Linked DNA regions of Mus musculus: region 1 is linked to region 2. A link is a contact called in public promoter capture Hi-C data. All regions are on one chromosome and are shown on one strand. Each heading gives the region's core, a stretch centred on a gene start, on an enhancer-like site or on the middle of the called end of the contact. The rest is flanking DNA. Distances are from core to core; before and after follow the strand shown.

Region 1 (3,500 bases), core at 111-2,610, 300 kb after region 2:
CCTCCCCGTCCCTAAATCGCCCACTGTTCTGTCAGAAGGCAAACCAGGACTTCAGCCATCTCATTTATTTTTCTTTATTCATCTTCCAGTTTTTAATGTCTATTCCTTTTTAAAATTCATTTTCTAGTCACTGTTTATTACCTAGTTTAGTCTATTTATTAGGTTTCCTCTCTGATATGATTGTAGCACAGTGCTCTTTGCTCAAAACAATAACAACAAAAATAACAACATCCCCCCCAAAAAAAGAACCCCAAAATATTTTTTTTTTTTTTTTTTTTTTTTTTTTTACCTTCAGATACATGAAAATTATTTATTTCAAATATCTTCCAAAGTAACAATCAGAAAGGAAAGGGTTTGCTTTTTGCTAAATTCTTTTTTTTTTTTTTTTTTTTTTTTTTTTTTTCCATTTTTTATTAGGTATTTAGCTCATTTACATTTCCAATGCTATACCAAAAGTCCCCCTTACCCACCCACCCCCACTCCCCTACCCACCCACTCCCCCCCTTTGGCCCTGGCGTTCCCCTGTACCGGGGCACACAAAGTCTGCGTGTCCAATGGGCCTCTCTTTCCAGTGATGGCCGACTAGGCCATCTTTTGATACATATGCAGCTAGAGTCAAGAGCTCAGGGGTACTGGTTAGTTCATAATGTTGTTCCACCTATAGGGTTGAAGATCCCTTTAGCTCCTTGGGTACTTTCTCTAGCTCCTCCATTGGGAGCCCTGAACCCCAAAATATTAACTTGCTACTGCGTAGATGTCATGCTTATGGGCACAGTGTACCGGATTTCTAGTACATCTGCTACTCTTTTGGGTGGGGGGAGGTGAGAAGCAGGACCTCACTATGTAGTCCTGACTGAGCTGGAACTCATTATATAGACCAGGCTGCCCTCAAAATCAAAACAAAAAACAAAAACCCACCTGCCTCTGCTTCCCAAGTGCTGGGACCACATCTATCTCCAGCTACTTTTCCCTAAGCTGCTCTATTCTCTACCACCACAGGCTACTCTTCCTTGAGCATTTGCTGCCTTAAGATGACCCTCTCCGCAGCCCATGGCGATATCTTCTCTAGGATTTTAGCTTGTTTGCAAATATTGAAAGTGTTGTGTAATGGATGGAAGAAATACCCATTTAAGGATTGATGTGTGATGTGTGATGGGTAGGGGTGTGAGTGTGTGGGTGTGGTTTCACTTGCTGTTTTAGACCCAACACTGTAAGGCCAGTTACCGTGCTTCTTAAGCTCTGGTGGGGTGGTAGAGGAGTCACATCTGTGGCTTCCCACTCAACAGTCACTTATTCTCAGCATTTGGACCAGTTACAAGTCAGTTACTGCTGACTCCTGTGAAATTCCCTACCTGAGCTGACAGCAGCACTAGTCTCTGGACACAAACACAGTTACATAAAAGGTTGTTTAATGGGACATCATGTCCTGACCTCTAAGAAAACTTTTTGAGATGTTAACCTTTTCCCACTTACTAAATTTGATTTTCTCTCTTTTTGTTAATACAGCTCTCAAGAGGCAAAATTTATACAATAATCCTTTCAACTCTGTGAGTTACTCAAATTCTTATAGTCCAAATGCCAGTAGCCCATACAGCAGTGGCTTCAACTCTCCATCCTCAACACCAGTGCGACCTCCCATAGTCAAGCAGCTTATACTTCCTGGAAATTCAGGTAAGGAGTGGCTTTACCTCCAAAAGTAACAACTCGTTTTATTTATGAAACTGAAGCAACAGGGGGAAATCTCCTTGATGTGCTGTTTTATACTAGTTACTGTACTGAGCACCAAAGATACAAAGGCAGCCTGTTAGTGGCAGCCTGTTTTCTGCATAGAATTTTCTTTGGTGTGTACCTAAATCTGGTTTTAAAACTAGTATTTAAAATCTGGCTAAATTAAACAGGACCACACATTTGATTCCTTTAACCAGTAAAACCTATTTACAGCCTGTTGGGGTTATAAAGTCTACAGACCTGTCTTTAAAAGAGGTTTAGTAAGCGTGATGGCATAGGTATTGTCTGTGAATGTACGAGAGCAGTATGTGCTGTAGTAGTAGTGTGGACGGCAGACTGCTGTGGCCTGGGAGTCCGCTCTGTTCTCGGTCTGCTACTGGCACTTTGCTTGAGTAGCTCACTCTTCTCTACCTCACCACATCTCTCTTACTGCGTTCTTCTTTATCCTTTTAGTGCAGCTTCCTTTAAAATGGTTAGTGTGCTGCTTAGCAGTGTGTGTGCATGTGTGCTTCTCTGCACATGCATGGGGGGTCCACAAGTTGACATCAGGTCTTTTTCTTCCATTTCCACCTTAGTTTTGTGATAGGCTCTCTCACTGGGCCTGGAGCTCATGTTTTGGCTAGAGTAGCTGGCCAGTGAGCTCCAGAAACCCACCTGCCTGTCCGGCCCCTCCTGCTAGTTTACAGACTCTGCTGCCCTAGGTGCTACCTTCAGCAATCAGGGCTTACCTTTGACCAGTAAGAGGCAGCTGGGGACAGTAGCAAATTTGGGAGTCACTTTTCTTGTGCCTGGTACTGGGTCTTTGGTTCCTGTGGAGAGCATTGTCAGCCCAAGTGGCATACTTCCTTTAAGCTCTCTCAGGCTCTCTCTTGGGCTCTCTCTCTCTCTTTGAGAGATAAGATAAAGTATGTATAGATATGTACATATATATATATACACATGCATACATATAGATGTTATGTATATAATTTTAGATAAATATAAGATACTATGATATTTTCTTGAGGCTTTTATCAAGCCTTGGTGTTTTTGTCTGCCCTCCCTTTTTCTTGTGTTGATGTCCCTCCCCATTCCCACTCGAAGCCCTTCCTCCTCCATTTTTTTTTTCCTCCTCCATTTTTGTTTCCTTCGTATCACGTGTTATTCCCTCTCTAGAGCTCCCCTGACCCATGGTTCCATTATAGTCTGCTGGTTTTCTTCAGTGATTCTGTGTTTCTAACCTAATGCCTGAAGACTTGGAGCTAGGAATGGCCGATGAGAGCCTGGCTTTCAGTCTCGAGTTATAATCTTTTCTATGTTTGCCTGCAGATGTCATGACTTGATTTTAGTTTTTATAGCGGAGTAGAACTCCTTTGTCTCTTTGTGTCACGTTGCCATCTTTCATTCATCAGTTGAAGGCTATTTGGGCTGTGTTGTTTCCTGGCTCTTGTGATAGGGCAGCAATGAGCATCCCAGCAAGTATCTGCAGCAGACAATGTCAAGTTTGTGGGCATAGGCCAAGGGATGATAGAGTCAGATCATATGATGGATTTATTTATATCTTCTTGAGGTGTCTCCATACTGATTTTCAAAGTGGCTGCATCCATAAATTTCCATTCCCACCAACAGTGAATAATGAGGTTCCTCTTTCTCCACAGTCTTGCCAGCATTTGTCAGTTTTGTTGGTCTTAGTCATTCTGAATGGGGCAAGATGAACTCTCTAACTTGTTTTAACTTTGTCTTCCTCTAACTACTGAGGACGAGGAACCCTTTGGAGGTGCTGTTTAACCATT
Region 2 (3,594 bases), core at 8-2,507:
CTTTGTAAACTATAACTGTTTATCAAATGCTCTGAAAGATTTCCACCATGTCTTCAGACTAAAACACAATGTTTCTAAGTCCTAAAAGATTTCTTGCGTGCCAAAATTAAGCACTACTTAAAAAACATCCCTCTAACTCCCCAAAACAGAATAAGATTCTCCACTAAAAGCTGATCAGGAAACACTGGTGTGTACTAGCAGTAGGTTGTTGAGCCTGGTATTTAGTAGGAACTATAAATGATTTTAAAAACTTAAAGTATGCATGCAAGGTTACTGGAATGTTTCTTAAGTTCCTTTCCTGCATTTTCATTTAAAATTGTTTGTTTAGTTATTTATTCACTTTTAGGGTGTTTTGTTTTGTTTTGTTTTGAGACAAGGTCTCACTACATAGTTTTAGCTGGCTTGGAATTCACTGAGGATCAGGCTAACCTTGAACTTAGAGACTTACCAGCCTCTGCTCCCAGCACTGGATTCAGAGTGAGTGCCACCTTACCTGGCTTCCCTTTTACTTTTCTCCAAGAGGAAAATTTGAGTAACCTTTCTTACAGATGGTAAAGTGTGAAAACAGAGACTAGTTATGGAAACACCAGGGCCAGCAGTCCTTTGACACTCCCTGCTCCTCCCACATCCTCCCAGCTCCTCCCTGCTCCCTCAGGCCCTTTAAAGAAAGAAGACTTTAAAGATAGGCCCTAAGGCTACAGAGGTGGCACACACCTTTAATTCCAGCAGGTAGGAGGCAGAGGCAGGCAGATCTCTGAGTTTGAGACTAGCCTGGTTCACAGAGTTTCAAGACAGTTACGGCTACACAGAGAAACCCTGTAACCAACCAACCAAGAACAACAAAAGATGGCAGAGGGGTTTAAACCAGCAACATCTTCAAGGTGTGAAGATCTGAAGCATTTTTTGTGGTTGTTGCACAGGCTATGGTGGTGGGAGTTTTCCATTGCAGTTCACTTGGCTTGGAAGTTCTGGGGATCAAACTAAGGCCTCCCCATGCCAGGCAGTCGCTGTGCCTCTGAGCTACACCATTGGCCCTCAATTCTGTTTGGTTAACTGAAATAATGAGCATCTCTGCATGAGAGCTTACACGTACATCTATCTGCCTGCTGTGATGTCCAAAGGTCTCATTTTGTTCCAAATCTGTTCTAATTTATGTCTAACACTTATTCGGCTCCAAATCGGCGTACACGATGTGTCCTTCTTCTCTGTTTATTCTAGCTTGCTGTGCTTTCGTTTAAACCATCTGCTCTGTTTGCCTGTCCTGTTGACCTGTGCCTCACCAGTTCCCAGAGGAGCTGACTCTCCTGTGAGCAAATAAATAGCTTAGCTAACACCTTGGGTGGTATGGGTTTCAACAGCTGTTTTGTTTGAGCAAACCCATAGCCATATGGATGTGCATACGCTATAAAAACATAAGCTGCAAGAAGAATTGTGATTGGTAGGGTACACTAAATAGGGTCATTGGCTGCAAGGGAATTGAAGGTTTCTTCTGACTGGGACTGCAGAGAGCAGCTGTGTGAGGAAGTATGGTGGACGTGTATGTACTGTGCTCTGCCACTGAGCTACAACCTCCACCCAGGAGGAGGCTTTTCAGTGCCAAGAAGCAGCTCACTATGTGTGTCAACACTGTAAAGGGCTAAATAATAGCCACTGTAAAAGCGGTAAGGTGAGGAGGAACGAGTTTAACACAACTACGGAGGAGAGAGCGGGACCCAGAACAGAGGAAGCGGGACCACAGGTCTGGAGCCTGTGTATGGGGTGGGTGGACTCACCTTTTTCTGAAAGTAAAGGAAAGCCATTGTAGAGCTTTGGGAAGGAGGAAGACAGGATAGGACCTTGGTCTTTCTTTTTTTTTTACCAGCCCATCTCACCCGATCTTGTCCCAACTGAGCCGTGACTACATCTTGTTCCGTCTCCTTCCTGCCCTCCACCCCACTGATGACGTACCACTCACGCGTACGTCTGCCTTGAATTTTGTCTTTTATATGTAACAGAGATTTCTTCCTAATCCTGCTTTCGAATTATGTATATGTACTGTACATGTATAAGTACATGTACATGTATGCAGGCTTTGCTGCTTCTCTTGGCATTTAAACGCATTACGTGGTTCACGTCTCTAGCCCTTCCCCATTAGAATACAGAGAGTTATTTATGTTCACCGCTGAGCCCTCGGTGTCTAAGACATTCACGGCAGCCAGAAGACAGTAACTGTGTGGATGAATGAATGAATAAATGAATGAACGTGTAGCTTGTGCTGCTTGAGGGATGAATGAGACAAGAGGAGTGCAGCGAAAGGTAGGTCAGAGGTGAGCAAGTTTCTGAGCGCGTTGGGTTTTAACATTTAGGGTTGGCAGGAATTGAGCCTTTATTTAATTGGCATGGAAAACTACAACGGAGTCAATGAGACCAAACCAGGAAGGTGTGACCTGGTCGACAGCAGCTCACAGCTGCAGAATGAATTGTGATGGCCAGAAAGATTTTCTATGTCAATGAAATAGGTAGCTGTACTCTCTTATTCCTGTCTATGTGTCTTGAGGTCAGCTGAGGGTGGACTGGACTGGGTTCCTGCTTCAGGCTGTATATATACCTATGTGGTGGTTTGTATTTGCTTGGCCCAGAGAGTGGCACTATTAGGGGGTGTGGACTTGTTGGAAGAAGTGTGTCACTGTGGGGATGGGCTTTCAGACCCTCCTCCAACCCCCCTTGGGAACCAGTCTTTTCCTGGTTTGCCTTCATAACAAGATGTCAAACTCTTAAGTTCCTTCTTCAGCACCATGCCTGCCAATGCACTGCCATGCTTTCTGCCTTGATGATAACAGACTGAACCTCTGAACCTGTAAGCCAGCCGCAATTAAATGCTGTCATCTTTATTATAAGAGTTGCCCTGGTCATGGTGTCTCTTCACAGCAATGGAAACCCTAACTAAGACAGCCTAGGACTTGTTCCTACCTGTGTACCCAGGTCTTCTCTGTGTTTTCTTCGTGAGTGGGCCTCAGGTTGAAGGGCCAGCAGCAGCTTGAGAGTTACAGATGTGCAAGAGAGCAAACTCAGGCTAGAGGCGTTGCTCATCTGGCAGAGTACTTACTAAGTACACACACAGCCAAGTAAGTACACAGAATACAGTATCATGGTACATGCCTGTATTCTCTGCTTTTGGAAGGTGGGCTATAGAGAGATCAGAAGTTCAAGGTCACGCTTGATCACATGGCAAGTTTAAAGCCAACCTGGAATGTATGGGACCTCTGAGGGAAGAAGAGGTAGAAAAGCCAACCATATAAGCATGTTGAAGCTTGAATTCAGATCACCTCATCAGACTTCTTGATACTGGTGAGCGAGCCAATGCAGTAAGAAAATTAGTTTATAAAGGAAAAGGATACATTGTGGCTCATAATTTTGGAGGTTCCAGCACAGAGCCTGTTACCCATTGCTTTGGGGTTACAGTGAGGCAGCACATCACAGTAGGACTAATCTGCCCACCTCCACATGGAAGAGGGAGGAAAATGACAGAGTTCTATAATCCTTCCGCCCACCCCCAGGCAGGCACACCTCCATTGACCCAAAGGCCCTCCTACCCCAACTAGACCCCACCTCTTG

Evidence for each region. Promoter capture Hi-C pulls out the DNA fragments that hold promoters and counts their contacts.
Region 1: a contact with region 2 is called in a promoter capture Hi-C map of liver, with 2.8 times the contacts expected there. The contact joins two enhancer-like sites. A contact is called at or near these places in 1 of 39 promoter capture datasets (liver) and 1 of 15 datasets of contacts at CTCF or cohesin (the NIH/3T3 cell line).

Annotation. Positions count from the first base shown.
Region 1 is chr5:72,947,056-72,950,555 of GRCm38.p6, forward strand. It overlaps Slain2 (SLAIN motif family, member 2), which reads left to right. Exons shown (of 8, transcript NM_001113423.2): 3 at 1,507-1,671. Among named protein-coding and RNA genes, the nearest start is that of Slain2, 34 kb to the left of the region's middle. Within about 2 kb of position 1,361, at least 9 of the 459 cell types and tissues checked have an H3K27ac peak or open chromatin away from gene starts, as enhancers often do. A contact at or near this core is called in liver, where this site is marked.
Region 2 is chr5:72,651,989-72,655,582 of GRCm38.p6, forward strand. All of the region lies in intron 1 of Nipal1 (NIPA-like domain containing 1), which reads left to right. Among named protein-coding and RNA genes, the nearest start is that of Nipal1, 6.0 kb to the left of the region's middle. Within about 2 kb of position 1,258, at least 13 of the 459 cell types and tissues checked have an H3K27ac peak or open chromatin away from gene starts, as enhancers often do. A contact at or near this core is called in liver, where this site is marked.